Linked DNA regions of Ovis aries: region 2 is linked to region 1. A link is a contact called in public Hi-C data. All regions are on one chromosome and are shown on one strand. Each heading gives the region's core, a stretch centred on a gene start, on an enhancer-like site or on the middle of the called end of the contact. The rest is flanking DNA. Distances are from core to core; before and after follow the strand shown. Region 1 has its middle 120 kb from the start of PTPN1. Region 2 has its middle 44 kb from the start of PTPN1.

What was found. Hi-C and Micro-C count contacts between places; a contact is called where the count stands out from the background.
Region 2: a Hi-C map of liver shows a contact between it and region 1, with 2.8 times the contacts expected there. The contact joins two enhancer-like sites. A contact is called at or near these places in 5 of 16 Hi-C or Micro-C datasets (blood, hypothalamus, liver and 2 more).

The regions. Positions count from the first base shown.
Region 1 is chr13:78,413,794-78,418,031 of ARS-UI_Ramb_v3.0, reverse strand. No RefSeq gene overlaps it. Among named protein-coding and RNA genes, the nearest start is that of PTPN1, 120 kb to the left of the region's middle. Within about 2 kb of position 1,996, at least 29 of the 54 cell types and tissues checked have an H3K27ac peak or open chromatin away from gene starts, as enhancers often do. A contact at or near this core is called in hypothalamus and liver, where this site is marked.
Region 2 is chr13:78,490,329-78,494,787 of ARS-UI_Ramb_v3.0, reverse strand. No RefSeq gene overlaps it. Among named protein-coding and RNA genes, the nearest start is that of PTPN1, 44 kb to the left of the region's middle. Within about 2 kb of position 1,672, at least 12 of the 54 cell types and tissues checked have an H3K27ac peak or open chromatin away from gene starts, as enhancers often do. A contact at or near this core is called in hypothalamus and liver, where this site is marked.

The DNA.
Region 1 (4,238 bases), core at 747-3,246:
AGCCTCCTTCGCAGCTCATAAAAGCAGGAGGAGAGAGAGGTGACGCTGTCAACTCCGGGGCCGCTGGGGGCTGGGCCGGCAGTCTGCGGGGACTGGGCGCCCAGTTTCTACACTGGGGGGCACACCCGTCTTGCCTCTCCCCGTCAGGCCTCAGGGGGCTAGGAGGCCGTGGAAGGCAGAGACTCCCTTCAGCTAGCACCTACCGTGTACCTGGCTGGGCTCAGGGCTGGGGTTAGAGCCGTAAACACAGCATTTCGCTGCGACTGAGAGATGGGGTTGCAGCTGCACTGCTTTGGTACTGCCTTGTCAAGATGGAAAATCGCTTCATCAAGAGAACTGTGCAACAGACACCCTGGCACTTCTCCATCGTCCCCTCCCCGCTCCAGTTACTATGGATTTTTCCTTTCTCCCTTATTCATTCTCTACTGCTTGATCTTTGCAGGAACACTCGGCTTTTATAATCAGTTACACACACACCTGCTAAATACTCATTGGTACCTTTTCTCTTTCTTAAATACGCCAAGCGTGCGCTCACCCCAGGGCCTTTGCACTTGCTGTGCCCTCTGCTAGAATGCTCTCCCCCTAGAAGACCCCATAGTTCACACCTCACCTTCTTCAGATCTTCACTCAAATGTCGCCTTCCCTATGAAGTCTTAGCGGACCAGCGTTTTAAAGCAACAAACCCATCTGTTGTTCTCTATCTGCCTCTGCGACCCTATTTTTGTCTACAGCACATACTACCAATTAGCCCTCCCCATCTGCTGTTCATGTTTTAATGCTTGCTTGGTCCCACTAGTGTGTTAGCACCACCAGCAAGGGGACTTTTGTCCATCTTGCTCTTGTCAGGATCTGTGCCTAGAACACTGTAGGTGCTCAGGAAATATTGCTGGATGAATGAATGATTAAATATTTGCTATGATTAGCGACTGATCAAAAAGGCTGACCATTTGCTGGTTTGGGGGTTGCCTCAGAACGCCTCCTGGGTCAAGCCTTTCTCGGATGCAGCCGATGGGACTAGAGGTTGGGATCGCCAAGGCCGGTTCAGCTAGCCCCGGCATTGGCGACTGGTGCCTGTTCTGATTGGTCAGTGCTCAGCTTAAAGATCACACCTCCTCCCTCCTCATTGGCTCCTTCAAAGTTAAGATTCTAAATGCACTGACCTGCTGACCCCATGCATCCATGAAAATTCTTGTGCAATGGAGCTGAGTTTTGTATGCAAAAGAGGTTTCTTGCAGAATTTTTCACAACAGTGGGCGTGCCTAGTGCGTGCACACACACACACACACACACAGAGTCAGGAATACACTTGCTCCCAAGCACACATTCAGACACACTCTGTGCTCAAGATGCAGACCTGGAGATACACACACACACACACACACACACACACACACACACACCATGCATATGATTAAAAACACACTCATTTTGTCATTCACACACCCAGACGAATGCTTACATGCCCGAGCATGTTTGTACATTCAGCAATAGACGCGTCTCCTTGTCTGGCACCCTCACTTAGAGCACACAGATCCCTACTCATTCACACCCACACTCAGTCACACACACACATGCACACACATACACAGACTCATTCACCTTCTTAAAGCCATGCATTCACATGCTTACACACCCTTACACAGTAAGCCAAATGCACACACAGTGGACCCCCCACAGACACCCCAAGACACGCTTCCTGGGGTGCCCACCCTTTCTGAAGGCCAAGGCCCCTGGGAGCCGGACCTCAGCTGTGTTTAGAGGAGTCGAGATGGCCACACACCCCTGTATCTCCCCACTCTGACCCCAAGCAGCCCCGAAGCCTCTTGGCGGGAACAAGCTGAGCCAGGGCCAGCTCCATAAGCAGGGGGTGCGTGATGCCTGCATCGCCCTGACTGTGCCGCCTCAGGGCACGTCTGGCCGGCTCATCTGTGCCCAGGGCACCCGCCCACTTCCTCCCCATCAGAGGGCGGGCTGGCCTGCTGACATCAGGCGGTTTCTGGGCTGGTCTGGCACCTAGAACAGAGGAAGGAAGCAATGTGTTCCAGCCGTGGGGGCCGACCCGAGGAGCCGGGAACATGCCTGGCAGCTTGTGACCCAGCTCTGCTGAGGCTGGGCTGCCCGCCACTCCACCTTCAAGGGTCCCCGTGACCCAGGCTGGGACCACCGTTCAGGGGACCGGGCCCTCCGAATTAACGCCCCACCCCCTCCCCTCCCCCTGCAGGTTGCAAGCTCCTTTCCTTCCATCTCTGAAAACAAGGACAGCAATTTTCTGTCCTAACTCGCCATGGATTATCTCTTTAAACCTTCAAAACACCAACCCTATGGCTAGGAGTTATCATCATTCTAGCTTTACAAGTAAAGAAACTGAGGCACAGAGAGGTTAGGGACTACCCCAAGGAGCAGGGTTTGCCCCCCTGCAGCTGTGGCCTGGCTCCAGACCCCGCCCCTCAATCAGCCCACCCTCTCCCAGCTTCTCTGTGTTGTTTCTCTGCTCGTGTTGGTGAGCCTCCAATATCCACGGCCTCTGCACCTCATATCAACCTGAACTCCGGCAACGATCTCACGAGCCGGGCGCCAGTATTAACTGTTCAGTATTAGTTGGGTACCAGTAATAGTTCCAGTTAACAGATGAGGAAACCAAGGTTTACATGACCAACCTGAGGCAGATAGCAAGGAAGAGGCAGGTTTGTGACCTGGGTCTGAGAGCTCTTTCTGCAATGCCAGGCCATCTCGCTCACGTGCCAGAGGCCTTTGATGGGACCAGAGGCAGGGAAAGGGGGCCGGGGAGGTCTGAATGGCCAAACAGAGGAATAATAATACACTTATGAAATGACAGCAAAAATGTTTCTACCTTTTAAAATAAGTGGGAAATAACGGACATAGAATAAAATGCACAGGTGGTGATGGGGCCTGTTCGATGAGTTCCGACAGATGCACTGGAGAATCAACCACCTAAAACGCGATCCAAGTCTCTCAAAGGCCAAGTTCCCTCTTGCTCCTTTCCAAACCAGCCTCAGCCCCAGACGACCGCAGGTCTCTGCGCTGTCATCCTAGGTCATCCTGTTCCGCATCACAGGTTAGCTTTGTCCCACCAGTGGCACCCCACTCCACAACTCTTGCCTGGAAGATCCCATGGGTGGAAGGGCCTGGTAGGCTGCCATCCAAGGGGTCGCTAAGAGTCAACGCGACTGAGCAACTTCCCTTTCACTTTTCACTTTCGTGCACTGGAGAAGGAAATGGCAACCCACTCCAGTGTTCTTGCCTGGAGAATCCCAGGGACAGGGGAGCCTGGTGGGCTGCCGTCTATGAGGTCGCACAGAGTCAGACACGACTGTAGCGGCTTAGCAGCAGCAGCAGCAGAGTTTCAAATAGAGGAAGTCACACGGTGTGTGCTCCTCCGCACCCACTTGCTACACTCAGCGTAACACCTGTGAGATCCGCTGCGCTTCTGCAAGCGTCACTAGTGGGTTCTTTCACGGCTGAGGAGTGTCCCGCTGTGAAAACGCTTTTTTATCCAGCCTCGGGGGGACGCGGCTGTTTCCGGTGACGGTGCGCGTTTGTGCCCACTGAGCCCCGATGCCGAGCCAGGCACAGTGAGAATCTGGAGTCCTTCACAGGCGCCGCATCTGCCCCCCCCCCCCCCGAGAAACTGCAGGCCCAGGGTGAGAAATCCAAAGACGTGGATGAGCTGCGCTGAGCAAGAGGCGGAGGGAGACGCGGGGATGGCCGGAGGCCCTGGCCTGCGAGCGCGCGCTCAGCAGAAGCCCAGCTGGAGCGCCGCCGTGATGGCAGGGGCCTCCTGCTGGGCTCCCCGGCCTGTTCTAAACACTCTGCGGGAACCAACCCACTCAGTCCTCTGTTATCCTTCTTTACAGTGAGGGAAACTGAGGCGCAAGGTGGCTGCGTCCAGTGCCTGCCTCCAGGGCCCCACGGCTCGTGAGGAGTGGGGCTGAGGTTGGATTCGGGTGGCCTAGCGCCGCTGCTTCTCGTCACCGCAAGTCTAAACCAGCTCAGTAGCCCTGCTTCTCTGTACTCGGGGCCCCTAGGCAGGCGGGCTCAGGGCCCGACTCACCCGGAGGCGTTTCCTCTCCTGATCGTCTTGGTGCTCCACCGTGAACCTCCCCGGGTGCTGGGAATGCAGGCGACAGGAGGGACGGTCAAAAGAGGGACCCTAAAGCCAGCCTGTGAATCCCAGCTGCGCCATTTGCTGGCTGTATGACCTTGGATCAGTCCCCTCC
Region 2 (4,459 bases), core at 423-2,922, 77 kb before region 1:
CTAATCCTTAACCCCTGTCTTCCCTGGTGGCCCAGTGATAAAGAATCCACCTGCCAATGATCCCTGGGTTGGGAAAGTTCCTTGGAGGAGGAAATGGTAACCCCCTCCAGTATTCTTGCCTGGGAAATCCCATGGACAGAGGGGCCTGGCTAAACAGCAGCAATCCTTTAGCCCTGCTCTCCAGCTCCAAATCTCCAAGAGTCTCTGTCAGGAAGTCATCCTGGCTATCGTTTCTTGGGGATCATTGCAGAGATATCCAGAGTGTAGATAAGCAAATGTGTACACGGATTCCTGTAGCTGTTTCTCTACAGAGAAGTATACTGTACCCCCTGCTCGGCGCTGGTTTTGTTTTTTACTTAATAATGTACCTTGGAGATCTTTCCAGATCAGCACTAGGAGAGCATTCTCCACACATTCCATTGTCTGAATATCATAATTTATCTAACCAGTCCCCGATGATACCATGTAGCTGATTCCAGTGTTTTGCTGCAGCAAACAATGCTGTGCTTAGTATTCCTTTCACAAGAGTCTTTCCGTGTATGCGGATCTATTTCCGTAGGGATGAATTCTTAGCCCCTGAACCGCCCAGTCATAGGGCAGGTGCATTTTTAAATTTTAACACTTACTGTCTAAATGCTTTCTGAGGTCATGCCTACCAACTGACATTCAGGGCAGTGACTGACGTGAGCCCTGGTTTCCCCACACTCCAGCCAACGCCAACTATTATCCGACCGCTCCATCTTGGCTTTGCCTATCGGGGAAAAATGTGTTCACCGTGGTTGTAATCCCCATAGTCTTCCTTTAGGTTGGGGAATTAAAAAACATATCTAAAGGCCGTTTGTGTCTCTTTTCTGGTAGTAAAGCATTCACATCCTTTGCCCACATTTCTATCGGATAATTGTCTCTTCATCTGCAAGAGCTCTTTATATACTAAGAAAATTAGGTCTTTGTCTCTCGCAGATGTTACACATGTATGTATTCTGAAATCCAGATCTGTTGCCAGAAATCCCCTTCTGCACCATGTTTTTCAGGCCTGAGGTTATTTGACAATATGTTGTGGATCCCGTTCCGTATTTTAAATGTGCCTTTGAAGCAAAATTATTTTTTAAATTTATTTTTAATTGGAAGACAATTCCTTTATAATGTTGTGCTGATTTCTGTCAACGACAATATGAATCAGCATAAGTACACATATCTCCCTTCCCTCTTGAACCTCCCACCCCCCATCACATCTCACTCCTCTAGCAAAACTATTTGAGAATTATTTTTAAATCATTCTGGGTATATTGGAAGCTCATCCCCATGGCTCTGGATCTAGGTGAACACCCGTGTCAGAGAGGAGGATTATGAAGCATCCAGTAGGCGCCATCTGTTTATGTATGTTACTTAATATAATCCTACCCACAACACTGGTGTAACATCATCCCCATTTTACAGCTGAGGAAACTGAGGTCCAGAGGGGTCATAGATTTGTTCAAGGTCTCCCTGCTGCTCTGTGGGAGAGCTGGGATCCAAACCCATGTCATTTTGTCTCCTAAGCCTTTGCTACCATCTTTCATGACTTTAAATCTCCACATTCCCGCTGAGTCTGGATGCAGATGGCCCTGGGGTCAATCTCTATTCCCCACCACCACCCCGGGCTGGAGAGCTTCCTGCAGTTTCGGTATCAAGCCACTGGGAGGCGCTAGGGACACACCCCTTGTCTAACTGGCCGCAGCCTGGAAGGGACGCGCTGTGGCAGCCTAAGGCGTTAGGCATTGCCAAATGGCCCTGGGTCTAGAACCCCTGTTGTACAGGTCACACAAAACAACCAAAGTTAGTCCTGGCTCACACACACAGGGAGTTTCTCATGCGGGAACTCATTAATACCCTGAGGTGGGAACTGACTCCATCTCTGCCTTAGAGACGGGGAAACTGAAGCCCAGAGAGGCTCGGCGGCTTGCCCAAGGCCGCGCAGCCAGCAGCCAGCAGCCCTGGGCCGGGCCGGTCCTCAAGCTCCGCACCTGTGCCCTTAGGTGCCGTGGTCTACGGACCCTCAGGAAGGCATGCATTGTGTGCGCATCAGATCCATAGGAACATTCACAAACAAATAACATCTCTCCCAGTTTTCTTTCTACGTGTTTTCATTTCCCTACTTTTGATGGACACCCGGGTACACCAGATGTTTCATTTTCATTGCAATTATACTATGAGAAGATCACCAGCCTGAAGTGCCGTAATAAATGGCAGCCGACACCCAGCCTCAACATCAGAGATGCGCTGGGGAGCGGTGGAGACTGTGGTCCCAGGTGGCTCGGCCCTGTCAGTCCTGGCCCATTGCTTCCTGGCACGTGAGCTGGCCCAATTTTGCAAGGATCGTATCCTTGCTCAGGTGTGTCCGACTCTTGGCGACCCCATGGGCTGTAGCCCTCCAGGCTCCTCTGTCCATGGGATTCTCCAGGCAAGAATACTGGAGTGTGTTGCCATGCCCTCCTCCAAGGGATCTTCCCAACTCAGGAACTGAACCCAGGTCTCCTGTATTTGCAGGCAGATTCTTCGCCGTCTGAGCCACCAGGGAAGCCCAAGCATACTGGAGTAGGTAGCCTGTCCCTTCTCCAGGGGATCTTCCCGTCCCAGGAATTGAACAGGGGTCTCCTGCGTTGCAGGCAGATTCTTTACCAGCTGAGCTGTCAGGGAAACCAGTGATCCAGATTTCTAATGTGAAATTTCCTAATTTTAAAATAGTGAAATTGAAAGTTGCTCAGTCGTTGCCGACGCTTTGCGACCCCCTGGACTATAGTCCATGGAGTTCTCCAGGCCAGAATACTGGAGTGGGTAGCCTTTCCCTTTTCCAGAATTTTAAAATAAAGACAATTAATTAAAAAATGAAAAACCCTGGGATGGCCAAAACAAAACATGTCTGAAGGCTGATTTGGCTTGAAAGCGGCCTGTCTGCAAGCTTCCTTAACGGTGCATTCAAGGTCCAGGAATAAACAGGCATCCTCTTAGCGCCCTTGGCCTCTCATGATCATTTAATTAATTCTTTTACCTATTCAGCCATACATTCATTCCCTGCATGCATTCCACCCACCCACTCATCCATCGATATCCATGCATCCATCATCCATCCTTTTATTTATTCATTTCACCCACTTACTCACCCATCCATCCATCCATCCATCCATCTATTCATCCTCCATAAGTTAATTCATTCATCCAGCCATCATTATTGTCCTAGACCCCGGCCTCATGTGCTAGACTCTGGCAAAACCCTGGGGACACAGTGAAGCCTGTGCACCCATCCTTTTCCTCTAGAAACTCATCATTTGGTTTCGTAGAAATGAGAAGTAGGAGGCCGATCATAGACAAAGATGGAACCAAGTGGTGATAAATTTAGACGCCGCCATTTTCCAGCTCGACAACCTTGGGCAAATCACTACATCTTTCAAGCCTTGGTTTCCTTCTCTGTGAAGTGAGGCTGACACAGTGACCCCTAGCTGGCTCACAGGCAGGCTGTCAAGACCAGGTTAAGCTAGGTAACGCATGTGAAGAGGGGCAGGGACACGGTGGGGTGACCCCCGTTAGGCCGTAGGGACACGTGGGGCTGCGGTGTGACATGGGGTCACCAGCCCAGTCTGGGGTCTGCAGAGGCTCTGGGGCGTGGCAGCGTGCACAGGTCCGCCAGGCCCCATGCTGCAAGAGGGCGGGCTGGGTCATTAGCCGCACAACTTCCCCGCGGTCGGCTGACACCTTCCGCCGGCCCGGAGCGCGCTGGGTTTCCCACTCTTGCTTCACTTCTAAAGGGCAGTTCTTTCTCTGACCACGCCGCCCCGCCCCACCCTGCCCCAGTTTGTGGGAAAACTCTATGGAACAGAAAGGGCTTGCGGGCTCCCCTTTGCTAGATTTGTTGTTATTTTTTTCCCTTTTAAATTGAAACCATGCTTATTAAAGAAGATTAGGAAAAAACACATCAAACAAGAAATAAGAAAGATTATTCTTTGTCCCATTCTTCTAATGCAGCCACACTAAACAGCCTGGTTTCCTTTTTTCTCTTTCCTCTTTCTCCTAACCTAAGGTATTTGTGTGTGTGCGTGTGTGTGTGTGTGTGTGTGTGTGTGTTTGCAGGGTTGTAAGTCATACTGCTCAACTATCTAGTGTTGTGCTTTAAAAAGCTTTTCCATTATATCACAAGCATTTTCCCCCACTGCTCATCTTCATGAACACATTTGAAGGGCTGCATGAATTTATCCAGCAAATGTTAAGTGAGCACCTACTATGGTCTGTGGGAGAGAAATGATGGAATAATGCTGAGCAACATTCTGTGCCAGACACTGCTCTTAGCCTTTCAATTAAACTGCTTCTTCCTCACAACCATCCTGTGAGGTGGTGCCATCATAATGCCCACTTTCCAGATGAGAAAACTGAGGCCCGAGGTTGTACAGCTAATAGGGGAGCCAGCATGTGAATGCCGGCGGGTCAG